Regions from separate parts of the Mus musculus genome. Here regions 1 and 2 are each linked to region 3. The links are chromatin contacts, called in public HiChIP or PLAC-seq and promoter capture Hi-C maps. All regions are on one chromosome and are shown on one strand. Each heading gives the region's core, a stretch centred on a gene start, on an enhancer-like site or on the middle of the called end of the contact. The rest is flanking DNA. Distances are from core to core; before and after follow the strand shown. Region 1 holds the start of Limd1 (LIM domains containing 1). Region 2 holds the start of Lars2 (leucyl-tRNA synthetase, mitochondrial). Region 3 holds the start of Tcaim (T cell activation inhibitor, mitochondrial).

The links. HiChIP or PLAC-seq counts read pairs in DNA pulled down with a chosen protein or histone mark. Capture Hi-C pulls out chosen DNA fragments and counts their contacts.
Region 1: a contact with region 3 is called in an H3K4me3 HiChIP or PLAC-seq map of craniofacial prominence, with 6 times the contacts expected there. The contact joins the promoter of Limd1 here to the promoter of Tcaim in region 3. A contact is called at or near these places in 2 of 39 promoter capture datasets (erythroid cells and hippocampal neurons), 1 of 484 Hi-C or Micro-C datasets (CD4 T cells), 2 of 115 datasets of contacts at active chromatin or transcription factors (craniofacial prominence and extraembryonic endoderm stem cells) and 1 of 9 other capture datasets (adipose tissue).
Region 2: a contact with region 3 is called in a promoter capture Hi-C map of adipose tissue, with 3 times the contacts expected there. The contact joins the promoter of Lars2 here to the promoter of Tcaim in region 3. A contact is called at or near these places in 2 of 39 promoter capture datasets (hippocampal neurons and pre-B cells), 3 of 484 Hi-C or Micro-C datasets (CD4 T cells, muscle stem cells and uterus), 5 of 115 datasets of contacts at active chromatin or transcription factors (the 230-238 cell line, the SCID.adh cell line, astrocytes and 1 more) and 2 of 9 other capture datasets (adipose tissue and liver).

What each region holds. Positions count from the first base shown.
Region 1 is chr9:123,476,530-123,480,501 of GRCm38.p6, reverse strand. Limd1 (LIM domains containing 1) reads right to left here and starts at 1,801. Exons shown (of 8, transcript NM_013860.2): 1 at 1-1,801. The coding sequence starts at 1,264.
Region 2 is chr9:123,365,361-123,369,582 of GRCm38.p6, reverse strand. Lars2 (leucyl-tRNA synthetase, mitochondrial) reads right to left here and starts at 2,656. Exons shown (of 21, transcript NM_153168.3): 1 at 2,476-2,656.
Region 3 is chr9:122,804,029-122,808,194 of GRCm38.p6, reverse strand. Tcaim (T cell activation inhibitor, mitochondrial) reads right to left here and starts at 2,648. Exons shown (of 11, transcript NM_001013405.2): 1 at 2,507-2,648.

The sequences.
Region 1 (3,972 bases), core at 552-3,051, 670 kb before region 3:
GCAATCTCACCCTGGAGGGGGTGGGACTCCCTGGGAGCACAGGTTCCAGACTACTGTCAGTGGACCAGCTGGGAGAACTCTCTTTACAAGATAACTCAGATGGAGTGGACATTACCGGATGGACGTTACTGGTGGGGCTGGGCTTGGGACTAGTGCCAGACTCCACGCATCCAAACTTAGGATCCAGCCCGGTGGTCATACCTGGCTGGGTACTGTCCTTGCCAGCTGTCGAGGATAATGGAGCAGAAACTGAGAGGTAAGACTTGGGCCCATCCTGCAGCCAAGGCTGAGTGTCCACAAGGGGTTTGAAGACCCTGCCTGAAGCCTCATATCCCAGACCTGAATCTCTTTTCGGACAAGCTCCTTGGCTGGCGCTGCTAGGGACCATCGGTGCTGAAACAGTTGTGCCCTTGGGTTGAGCGGAGGTCCCATTCTCCAAGCCCATGGAAGAAAAACCGAGGTTCACTCGCTGAGAGGAGGCAGTGGACCAAAGGCCTGTTGGCTTCTCGCTGCTATGGCCACCAATGCCACCGTCCTGGCCACTGATGCCACTTTCAAAAGACCTGCCAGAGCACACTGTGGAGAGCTGTGGCTGGTAAGGGTGATGGTCTCCACAGGATTTGGGCAATGTGGAGTCATTCCCTGGGCAACCAGGCCATCCACTTCCTACACCCAGACTCACGCTGGGGCACCCTTCAGGTTTATCACCCCACTGTGGGCTTGCCAAAGAGAAATTGTCATAATAGTCTCCGTGAGTGAGGCAGGAAGGGTCTTCACAGGAGGGACTCAGGCCGTGTAAAGCAGGTCTCTGGGAACTCACAGGCCCCTCCCTGGAACCACAGTTCTGACTGCCAGGCCTTGCACCATGGGCAGATGGCCTGATCCTCTGCTCCTGAGATGGGTACGAGGGCTGCGCGGCCGCAGTGGTAGTAGCTAATCCAGGTGCCACTGTTGGCACAGCCAGAGGAGGCTTAGCGGCCCCATCTGCAGCCAGCTTGCCGCTCGCACCCTGACGGTTCCCACCGTTGACCGGGCTTCTGCCTGCCCTAGGTAGGGCCTCCTCCTGTAGGAGCTGCTGCTGTTGCTGCTGCTGGAGGTGGATTTTGGCCATCTTGGTCGCGAACACCCTTCGAGTTTCCTCAAATTCTGGGTTGTTGCCAGCACCCTTGTCCACCCGGAAGAGCCCATCCTTGGAGGCCTCATACATGTTCAGGTCCTCGATGAACTTACTGGCCTCAAGGCCCAGATCATCGTATTTATCCATGTTGTAGATCAGTGTCCGGGGCCTAGCCCTGGTTCAAGGTGTGAATGTGGTGGGGGAGATTTGGGTGCTGGCCGAGGTTTCAGGTCCAGCCTAAGGCAGATAAAGATTCCCACCTGCCCAGCAAGAAGGTCATGACTCCAAAACTCACAGTCCAGCCAGAGTTGAGGCCTTCAGGCCAGCGGGGCTAAGTTTACTTTCAGACTTCTTTTCCCCCGGGGAGCGTCCACGTGGGGGCAGAGCAGCCTTCAGCCGTGCCCGGCCTGCTTAGAAAAGTTCTCTTCTCCAAGTCACAAAACCCAAAACAGGCGAAAGAAGACAGAGAACGTCCACAGAAAAAAAGTAAACTCACATCCACGTCGAACAATCGAACTTGCAAACACACCGGGCAGCCCCTGGCCTGGGGCCGGTGGCCGGATCCAGCAGAGCTCACTGCAGCCGCGGCGCGCGGCCCATTGTCCGATGGCGGCGGCCGGCGGCGGGACGCGGAAGTGAGCGCGCGGGTCGTCAGTCCCGGGAGCTCGCTGGCCGGCTGCGCCCGCCCCGGGCCGCGCAGGGGCGCGGGCGGAGGCTCGGAGGGCGGGGCGGGGCGGGGCGGGGCGGAGGCTCGGAGGGCGGGGCGGGGCGGGGCGGGGCGGGGCGGAGGCTCGGAGGGCGGGGCGGGAGCGGGGCGGGGCGGGGCGCCCCCTGCAGGCCAGTGATGCGCACGCCGAGTTTTGGCGTCCCTCTCTGGGCACCGGGAGAGAGTTGCAATTCCCGCAGTACTTTTGCCGCGGACTGTTCAGTTTCCCGCCGCTGCTGGAGAGTCAAGGGTGCGCCAGGCTTCCCTCGGGTCCCCTCGAATGAGAGCATCTGTGTTGGACGTCCTAAGTGTGCCCAGAGAGGCTTGTCGTCCTTACTGGGTTTCTTGAACCCCAAGCAGTTCTCACCACTCCAGGTTGCCATGGCTCTAGATAACACACATAGCTCCTATGAGGTGACTGGGGATAGTTTACGTTTCCCACACAGCCGCCAGCGTGATCTAAAACCAATCCCAGGCCTGTCACTCTTGAACTTGAACCCTCAAGGCTTACTCCGGACTTATTTTGAAATCCCGCCTTCACTTCTACAAACAGGCCTGACTGCCCCGCCTACCCTCCCTCTGATTTGGGACCTTCCCTGCCTGAACTCCCGGTGGATGGAACTTCCTAGTGCCTGCCGAGAGCCTGCTGATCAGCTTCTGGTGTCTCTTCTTTCCTTCCCAGCTAAAATCACCTCCCCGTAAAGTTACCCCCACCCACAACCCCTTTGTTTCCTGCTTGGTTTGAACACTATTTAAATCCAGGGATACTGAAGTCACTGACCTGCAGGCTTTCTCCCATCTAGTTTAAATGTTTCCAGGTCTCTGCTCATACTACCTAATAGATGTAAATGTTATGCAAATAGTTCTCAGCAGTTTTGTTTGGTTTTGTTTTGTTGTCTTTCAGGAATCATGACAAGAAAATGAAATCTGTATGTGTTTAACATAAACACCTTTTCTTTTCCTGAGTATCTTGCCCTTGTTCAGATGTGGAGCTCTAGGTATGGAGGGTCAGCTCCAGCTGTTTATTTGTCTGCATGCCCCTTTTTGGTTGACAGCTAATCAGTTATCCACTTCATTACACCTGTATATGCGCAGGGTTTGGTTGAACATATGTGTCTTGGCAAATCTCTCTAAACTGTGACGAGGAACAAACAAGATAATATATATGGAAGTGCTTATATTCTTATATTCTATAAACACAAAAATGGTTCACTGTCCTGTAGACTCTGAAGGTTCAGGATATTTGTTGAAAATGAAGAGTTCCAGGCTCCAGCCCCAAACTACTAACCCCAGATTTGTGTTTTACGGCATCTGTGGGATGGGAAGACGATTTGCACAATAAAATTTGAAGAGTGAGTACTGCTATAAAGCATTATACTAAAACTAGGTTTTAAAGTTATTTTAGTTTCAAATTATGTGTATATATGGTGTGTGTGTGTGTGTGTGTGTGTGTAGGTGAAAGGGGAAGAGAGAGGTGGGGGAGGAGAGAGGACAGATGTTCTTCTAAGCCAGAGAGAGAATCAGAAACCCCAGAGCTGAAGTCGTAGGTGGCTGTGTGGCGCCCTGTGTAAGTACTGGGAACTGAACTCCAATCCTTTGCAAGGACAGTGTGTGCTCTTTACTGCTGAGCCATCTCTCCAGCCCAGGATTAAATATTTTTATTTTAAAAGAATCTCCTATACCCAGAGCTACAACCCAGTGATAGAACACTCGCTGGGCATACATGAGGGCCTGGGTTCCATCCCCCAACAACTACAGTAATAATAACAGCAGCTTATAAAGATGGCATCCAATATACCATTATGCAAGTGATCCTTAGAAGTGCTGGACATGGGCTGGAGAGATGGGTCAGTACTTAAGAGTACTAGCTGTTATTTTAGAGGACCTGGGTTTGATTCCCAGCATCCACACGGTGGCTCGCCACTGCCACAACACCCTCTTCTGGTCTCTCTAGGTACTGAATGCATGTGACATAGACAAACTTGTGAGCCAAACACCCATACACAATGTTTGAATGTTTTACTGACGCTGTTCAATACTGAAGACACCGAAAAAAAATCCTAATTCTGTGCACATTTATTTAATGCCAAAATTATTTAATATAGGCCACTTTTGTCTGTTTCATGAACTTGAAAACATGTGTTGACTA
Region 2 (4,222 bases), core at 1,407-3,906, 560 kb before region 3:
CTCCTGACCTCCAAGGGTTTCTGCACACATATGATACACAGACATGAACTCAGGCACATACAAAAAGACACATAAAAGAATTAATTAAATAAATATAATTTTTAAACGTCAAACATTGACCTTTGGGCTCCAATGTGTGTACTTATGTATACACATATGTACATCCAAATGAAAACAAAAATAACAGAATATCACTATATAGCCCAGGCTAGCCTCTAATTTTGTTCTTTTGCCTCAGCCTCCTCATGGGATTACATGTGCACCACCACAACTCTGAAAATGATTGATTGCTCAATGTATTTGAGAAAAATTTAAATTAGGGCTCCAACGCAAGCCATAAACTGGCATAAATCCCACTGTTTTGAAGGGATGTGGGAATTTGAGACAGGGTTTCATCTAGCTCAGGCTGTCTTTGAACTAGCATTGCAGACAAAGATGACCTTGAACTCCTGATATCCCTGCTTCTGCCTTCCAAATGTTAGGCTTACAGGCACCACAAACCATCAAACTTAGTTAATAGGAATTTTTTAAAGTACCACAATTAATCGGTCTTACTCCAAAACCATGAAATATCTATATACCAAAAATGTGTAAGTTGGTGGGGTGAAACATGTTGGTAATCACAGCACTAAGGAGGCTGTGACAAGAGGATCTTAAGTCCAAGGCCAGCCTGAGTTACACAGGTACACAGTGAGATCCTGTCTTAAAGAAAAGAAAGAAAAAGTTTGAACAAATTGCTAAAGAGTAAACAATTTGCTGAAGAAAAGTATTTGTTCCAAACTACAATGACAAAAGGTTATACAACTCCATAAAGAGTTCACATATGAGGAAAGAACCCCAAAAACATGTTTAAAATAGGCAAAGATATAAGCATGGAAGTATATCGCAGTGGTAGAACACTTGCTTTGCAAGTCTAAAACTCTGGATTCAATCCACAGCACCAGAAAAGGGGGATTGGTGCCCCAAGTGAGGGATAAGACAGAGGACAAAAGCTAAGAAACATGAAAAAAAAATCAACTTTACAACTAATCAAAGAAATAAATACAATTAAATATCTTGCTTATAGTTTTAATGAAAACAATTATGTGTATACACTATTGGTAGATGCAAATTAAGAACACCTCTGAAGCAATTTGGCAATGTATGTATGCCAGAGGAGTTAAGAAACTGTGATGTCTCACACCTGGAATGCCAGTAGCTTGAGAGGCTGAGGTAGGAGGACTGTCAAGAGTTCCAGTACAACCTGGGCTACCATGAGCTGTAGGGAAGCCTGGGCTATACAGCGAGACTCTGTCTTTAAACAAACAAATAAAGAAGAGGCAGGAAAGATGGCACAGCAGTTAAGAGAGCACACCGCTCTTGTACAGGATCCCCGTTTGGTCCCCAGCACTCACAGTGGGTGACTCACAATGCCTATGATTCCAGCTTCAGGAAGATCTGATGCCTCTGGCCTATATGGGCACCCACACTCACACACACACACAATTAAAAACAAGTCTTAAAACAAAAGCAGATTTGTTAAGAAAATCCAAAGACTAGATATATAAAACAGATGCTCAGCACATCAGTTCAATACCCAGCACCAAAAACAAAATAAAACAAGTAAATACTGTAAATGTGGGGGCTGGAGATATAGCTTAGTGGTAGAGTAATTCCCTGACACTGTTTGAGGCCATTGGTTCCATCCTGAGCAATGCAAAATAAAAAATAAAAATAAACCCCAAACCCTTAGGCATAGGTCCAAGATCACCCTCAGACTCTCCACTAGGGGAAGAGACTAAGAACAAATTGTCTGTGCTCATGCCTATGAATTTACAGAACTTTTAGATTTCAACCATCTTCTGTTCTTTTTTTACTTACTAGGCACAGCTCTGGGCCATTTCAAGTACCTGTCTACTGAAGTCTTAATAGGCATTGCCTCTTCCTGGCATCAAAAGCAGCCATTTTAGCAGAGGTTGGTGTGGATACAAACAAAACGAGTAAGTTAACACACACCTCACCCCAACAAACATGTCTTCTAAAAACACAAATGTCAGCAGACATGTCTTGTAAAATACTAATGTTAAACACACACACACACACACACGCTACTTCTAATTTCCTGCAGGATCTCAGGCAAGTTATTTCGTATCTGGAACTCCACCTTCTCTGTAAGCTGTGAGCCTGTTAAGATCCAGGCGACTTGTGAAGACCTGCGGGTCCTAATTAATACTGTGGGTCCCCCAAAGATGTAGTACTGATGGTCCTTTTCTGGGTCCAAACCCCCAACCCCGAAGAGAAGATCCAGGCACCCGGGGGGAGGTGAGTAGTAGAGGAGAATTCGAATACAAAGCCATGTGAAGATGTGCGTTCTCCGAGCAAGAGTCCGGAGCTGTCAACAGGGTCCATGGCTGAAAGAGCCTATAGACTAGAATCTCGGAGCTTTTCCCATTTTGTCAAACTCCAAGGTCCCGGGACTCCCGAGCCTGTCCGCACCTTCAGCTCCGGGGGCTAAGCGGGGCTTGTCTCTCGTCTTCCTGAGCCCCAGGCGGGGCTTTCTGCGCTCAGGCTCTGTCTGGCCAGCTGCTACCTTCTGCCTCGTTCCCCAAGCATTACACGAGCAAGACCCAGCCAGTCACTCTGGGCGCCGCCATGTTGGCAAAACAACAACTTTATCGAAAGGGGAGGCCGCGGACACAGACAGGAGAGGCGGAGCCAAGAGGGAAAGGCGAGATGCGGGAGAGACAGCGCTGACTCCGCCCCCAAGCTGCTCGCCCAGGGCTGACCCCGCCCAGGCCTCGCCCTCTACGCCTGCTATCGGTACAAATTCTGCTTACCGGATTGTCCCGGTCTTACAATTAGAACAGAAACGAGGGAGATGCTAAAGGATGAAGTGACAGGTGGTTAAAAGAGCTCTGGGGTGGTTCAAGGCCAGGGTTTGAATCTCAGCGTCACAGAAGCTGCTACTGGGCTGGCTTGTCTGACTTTTTGATCCATTATGGGCCTGGTGAGGATTGAAGCACTTTTCATCCATCATATCAGGTGATCTTCTAGCCCCAGGAGGAGAATTACCTAGCCCGGAGTAGAGCGGGGAACAAAATGTACTGACAGGAAAACAAGCTGTCTGACCTCCTTCCTTATGGGGTTAATGTGCCCCATCGCCCAGCACGCACTGCATGGAGCAAGAGCTTCTTGCCTTGTAATAAATCAAGGAATTGCAAAGGAACAATGGTGTAATTACACTCTATCTTTTAAAGGAAGAATCTTTTTAAGGCCACATGTGAGAAGTGTACTGAGATTTGCAAATAGTGCAAAATGGTTGCTATCCAGTAATAGCGGGGGGGTGGGGGGGGAGGGGGGAAACAATGTCTGAGTGCCATCTCTTCCTACAGGGCTAAAATCAATTGTAGCTTCACAGACAATCCATCCCGTCACTGTATGTATAATCTCCATCTTAGTTTCTGTCCTTACATGGGTCAATGCAGTCCATAAGGAGACCAGCAGGGGTGTACACTCCTACAGAATAAAACTTCATTCTGTGTGCCACCCAGGAAACATAGGAAGCTTTTGTCCATTTCCAAGACTTCAACGACGACAACAAAAACAGTCTCCTGATCATTTAAAGCTCAAAACACCAGGTTGTTCTAGACCAGCATCAAACCTCACCTGGAAACCAATTCTGTGCCACCATTGCCCTGATACAGTTCACACTAGGTTTCCACTGCACTGGCTTCCCATCCCCCACCCCCAGAAGTGCCCTCCTTCAATTTCAGCTGACTCTCCCCATACTCTTTCCCCCCACACAACCCCCTCCCATCCTCACCCACCCCCCCAATCCTCCCATAAAATCTAATCTACCTTCCCAGGTCGGTTCCTATGTCTCCCAAGACCCCTCCTCTTTACATAACCTCTCTGTTTCTAGATTGTAGCTTGATTATCATTTACTTAATGGCTAAAATCCTAAAATCCCCTTATAAGTAAATACATACCATATTTATCTTTCAGATTCTGGGTTACATCACTTGGGGTTTTTTTTTTTTTTTCTAGATCCATCCATTTGCTTGCAAATTTCATGATGTCACTTTTTTTTTTTTTTTTTTTTTTTTTACAGCAAATACTCCATTGTGAAAATGCACCACATTTTCTTTATCCATCCTTCTATTGAGGGACATATGGATTGTTTCCAGTTTCTGGCTACTATGAAAAAAACAACAATGAACATGGTTGAGCAAGTATCCTTGAG
Region 3 (4,166 bases), core at 1,399-3,898:
TAAAATCCTTGAAAGAACTCAGTCTGTCTCTTCAATTGCTGCAGTCAGTTACACAGAGAATCAAAGACTCAGAAGATTGGAGACACTGCTTTAGCACAGGGGCAGGTTCTGGGAAACGCTAGAGATACCAGACCTAACAGTCTATTGCAGCTATGTCAGCTGCAGGAGTTCTGTCTGCAGACAGATTCTCATGACGGCTACCAGTACTCCACAGAATACACTGCCCTTCCACTTAGAGAAAACCTCAGGTAGGCTACAGATGGACAAGAGGCACTCCTAACTCTCTCATCAGACTCAGAAGGCATTCTGAGTCCTTAATTTATCACTTCACCAGTGCTTCCATGTTAGGTCCAGGGTAAAACAACGAGCATTTGTTGTGTTCACTAAACTTAGTTTGAGGAAAGGGTAGAGAAGCAGGACACAGACACAAGTAGATAACTGTAAAACAAAGCAGTAAATGCAATGATTCCGACTTTCAGAGTAACAGGAGACTTCCTGAGGCTACACCTATAGGGCAGGGAGGGCACCCTGGAGAGCCTTGTCCTAAAGAAATGATCTACTGTGTGGACAGAAGGTAGATATGGAAGGATAAAATTCGTTTACAAGCCAGTATAAATGACTACCCGAATCTACTTAATAGTGGTATTATTTTCTGTTCCATTCCTTCCTTTCTTTCTTCAAGGTCTGCAACTCTCTACGTAGCTCAGGCTGGTCTGGAACTTGCTTTGTAGATCTAACAGCCTCTGTCCATTATTTTTGACAAGCACAGAAATTATCAAATAGAGGTCTTCAACACTGAGCTTTGGCCCCTTGGCACAATCTGTATTTGAAAGTAACTTATTTCAATTAACTTAACTTCACACTAACTTCACTTTAGTTATGGTTTCCCTTTGTAACTATCTTGGAATTTTTCTTTAGAAAAAAAAATTCTTCTCTCAAGTAATGATAAAACCATACCTAACTACCTTTCTTTTCTTTTCCTTTCTGTTTGTTTGTTTGTTTGTTTGTTTTTGGAGACAGGATATCACTTTGTAGACTTGGCTGGCATCCAACTCAGAGAGATCTACCTGCTTCTGCCTCTGGAGTACTGGGATTAAAAGCATGCACCCTCTCACCCAGAGACCAGGATTTAAAAAAAAAAAAATGCTTTTAGGCTTTCTACTTAGAGTAGGGAACCAAGTAAACAACCAGAGCAAAACCAGGAGACAGTATTAGACATATCAATGATAACAAGTTCCATTTGTTTGTTTTTGGAGACAAAGTTTCTCTGTGTAACACCCCTAGCTGTCCTGGACCTCATTCTGTAGACCATGCTGGCCTTGAACTCACAGAGATCCAACTGTCTCTGCCTCCTGTTGCCTCCCATTGCTGGGATTAATGACACTCCACCATCGCCTGGCTAGATAACAAATTCTTTAGCTTTCCTTTTGTATCTTGCTGGAGAGTTAAATCATAACTACAAACTCTACAGTTTCAAGAAGGATTCAGGCACTTCTGGCCCAGCCTGACCTAATATATACAGGCACTGGTGCTACTCCAAGGTCCAATTACACCCACTGAACCCTAAGATCTGGCACAAGAGAAAAAATTACGACAAAAACTCTTCGGACCTGCTGTTGCCCCCTCAAACCATTTTCATCTTATAGGTTAGTGTAGGGCATGTCTTCTGGGCCTTTCCATTATGAGGGATCAGGTTTTTCAGAGAGTACCCACTCTAGCACTGCAATTTCCCTGAGCTTAAAACTCCTTCATCAACACTAAGCCAAGGGATGGCAGGCATCTCCAGTTCCTTTTCAGTAGGCCATCTGTAGACAAATCTAACCAACCAACCAGCCAACCAAACTTTGACACCTTTTTAAAACTATATGAACTCCACATTAAATCTGGAATCTCCAATCGGTGGTCTCAAACTGATAAAATTCAGCCTGATCCTGTTTCCTTTTACCATTATCCTACAATCTTAAACCCATTCGCACACACACATTCCACAGATGTCTTGAATGAATTAGCACACTCCTTAAGCTCTTTAGTGGTGAAGTGCACTTGAGTAATCTACGCCTCAGACTCCCCTCTGAGAGTCTACTTAGCCATAAGTTTGATTACAGGTCTAGAGGTGAATGGACAGGTCCGCAACTTGGGGTGCAGCTCCTCCCAGGGCCCCACCAGCCTCAAGGCTCTCCCAGCAGCAGCCTAAACCCAGCTCCCATCTGACAGCCTCGCCTACGCCTCAGCACGCACAGGCCAAGGCCTGTGTGGCAAGTGTGGAGTCCCTGGGCAACTTTCGCTCTGCAGGGAGCTCCTGACAGGTCTGGCCCACTGTCTCAGAGGCCTGGGTTCGTGCTTGGACGCCCCGACACTTGGAGCCGGCAGGCCGCACGAACCATGCTCATTGGCTAAGGCGGACCGACCTTCCTCCTAGAACGCCTGCGCAAGGCCGGCAAGCGGCTCCCAGCCAGGACGTCGGCTCTCAGCGGCCTCCCACCCCGCTTCAAAGCGGTGTCCTTACCCCGCTATCTGCGGGTTTCCGAAGGCAGCTTCGGGAGACACAAGCCGGTTCTTCCGGCCGACTAGGTCTGAGGGAGAAAGATGATTGGCAGGCAGGTGGGAGGACGATAAGCAAAGGTAAAGGAGTAGCGGGAGGCAGGGGCGGGGCCAAAGCGCGCACGCGCAGCCCCTGGTGGGGAGGGGGGAAGGGGCGGAGCTATGCAAGGCGCTCTGGTGACGCAGTTCTTGCTGAGCAGCCGTTGGTAGTCTTGGTAGGCTTCCCAGATGCAGCTGAGTGTGAAAGATCCGGTTCCTCTGGCTTACATTTCCCACTTGACTTTTCCTCAATCTAATCTATTTGAGATAGTTTAATTATTTGGGACAGTGGCTCACACTGTAACCCACGCTGGCCTTGAACTTGCGGCAATTCTCCTGCTTCAGCCTCCTACGTGCTTTGATTACAGGCATGACACATCGCGACTCCTTACTAGGCTGTTTTTAAACGTTCAGTGTACTCAGCATGGGCTTTTTACTGCTTTATTGGACGTCTGTAACTGATCTCCAGACCTGCAAATGATGGAATATAAACTGCTTTTCGCTTTGCTACCTCTTGGCTTGGTCAACCAGCAAGAAGCCATCCCACCCCTTCTCTCAGATCTTCATTCTCCTGAAGACGACCTTGCGGCCCACATCGTGTCCTTTGTCTGCAGGAGCATAGTTTACAATTGCCCACCTGTCTCTGAGGCAGTGTGTGCGCCACATGTCACGCAAGCTTAAGAGTGCTGGGACTCAATTTTCCTGCCCTTGTGAGACTGTAGATTTAAGGACACTGCCTCTACCCATTTTGAGAACTCCTTTAAATACTTGTCCCATTTATTACCCTATTTAGGGCTTTTCCCCTCTAGACGACTTGAATTTGTGGCGTACAGTACTATTTAGAGTGAGGACTATGTTAAAGAGAATAGGCTACAGATACTGAAGGTGGTTTCTGAAGGAGTTTTTGTTTTTTGTTTTGAGACGGGATTTCTCCGTGTAGTCCTGTAGACAAGGCTGGCCTTGAAGAGAGATCTGCTGGCCTCTGCCTCCTGAGTGCTGGGATCAAAGGCATGGGCCACCACCACCTGACAACTTCTGAAGTTTTAACTTCTTAGTGTTTTGGGACAATCCTTGTTAGATATTTATATTTTGGCACATTTGTTTAAAATATTTTCATTAGCAATGTCCTTAGTCACATATTATCATAAAGCATACAGTACTGTGCTGCCAGGTCGACCAACAGATGAAAGTGTTTGCTATCAGACCCTCCAGCCTGACCACTGTGGTTTGATTACCGTAACTAGATGGAGGTGGAAGGAAAGAACAGATTCCAAAAACGCTGTCCTGCAAAAATCCACATGGATGTGTGCTCCTCCCACAACGTACACGTAATAGTCATATGAGACCCACTGAAAGGGAGCTGTTAGGAGGGTAACTTAGACATTTGGTGGGGTGCCCTGGATCTTTGTGTTTTCAGTCTGTGCTGCTGCTTTATGTTAACTTCACACATGCTAGAGTCCTTAGAGAAGAGGGAGCCGCGATGGAGAAAACACCTCTGGAGATCACACTGCAGGAAAGCATTTTCTTAGTGACTGATGTAAGAGGTCCCAGCCCACTGTGAGTGGTGCCATCCATGGGCTGGTGGT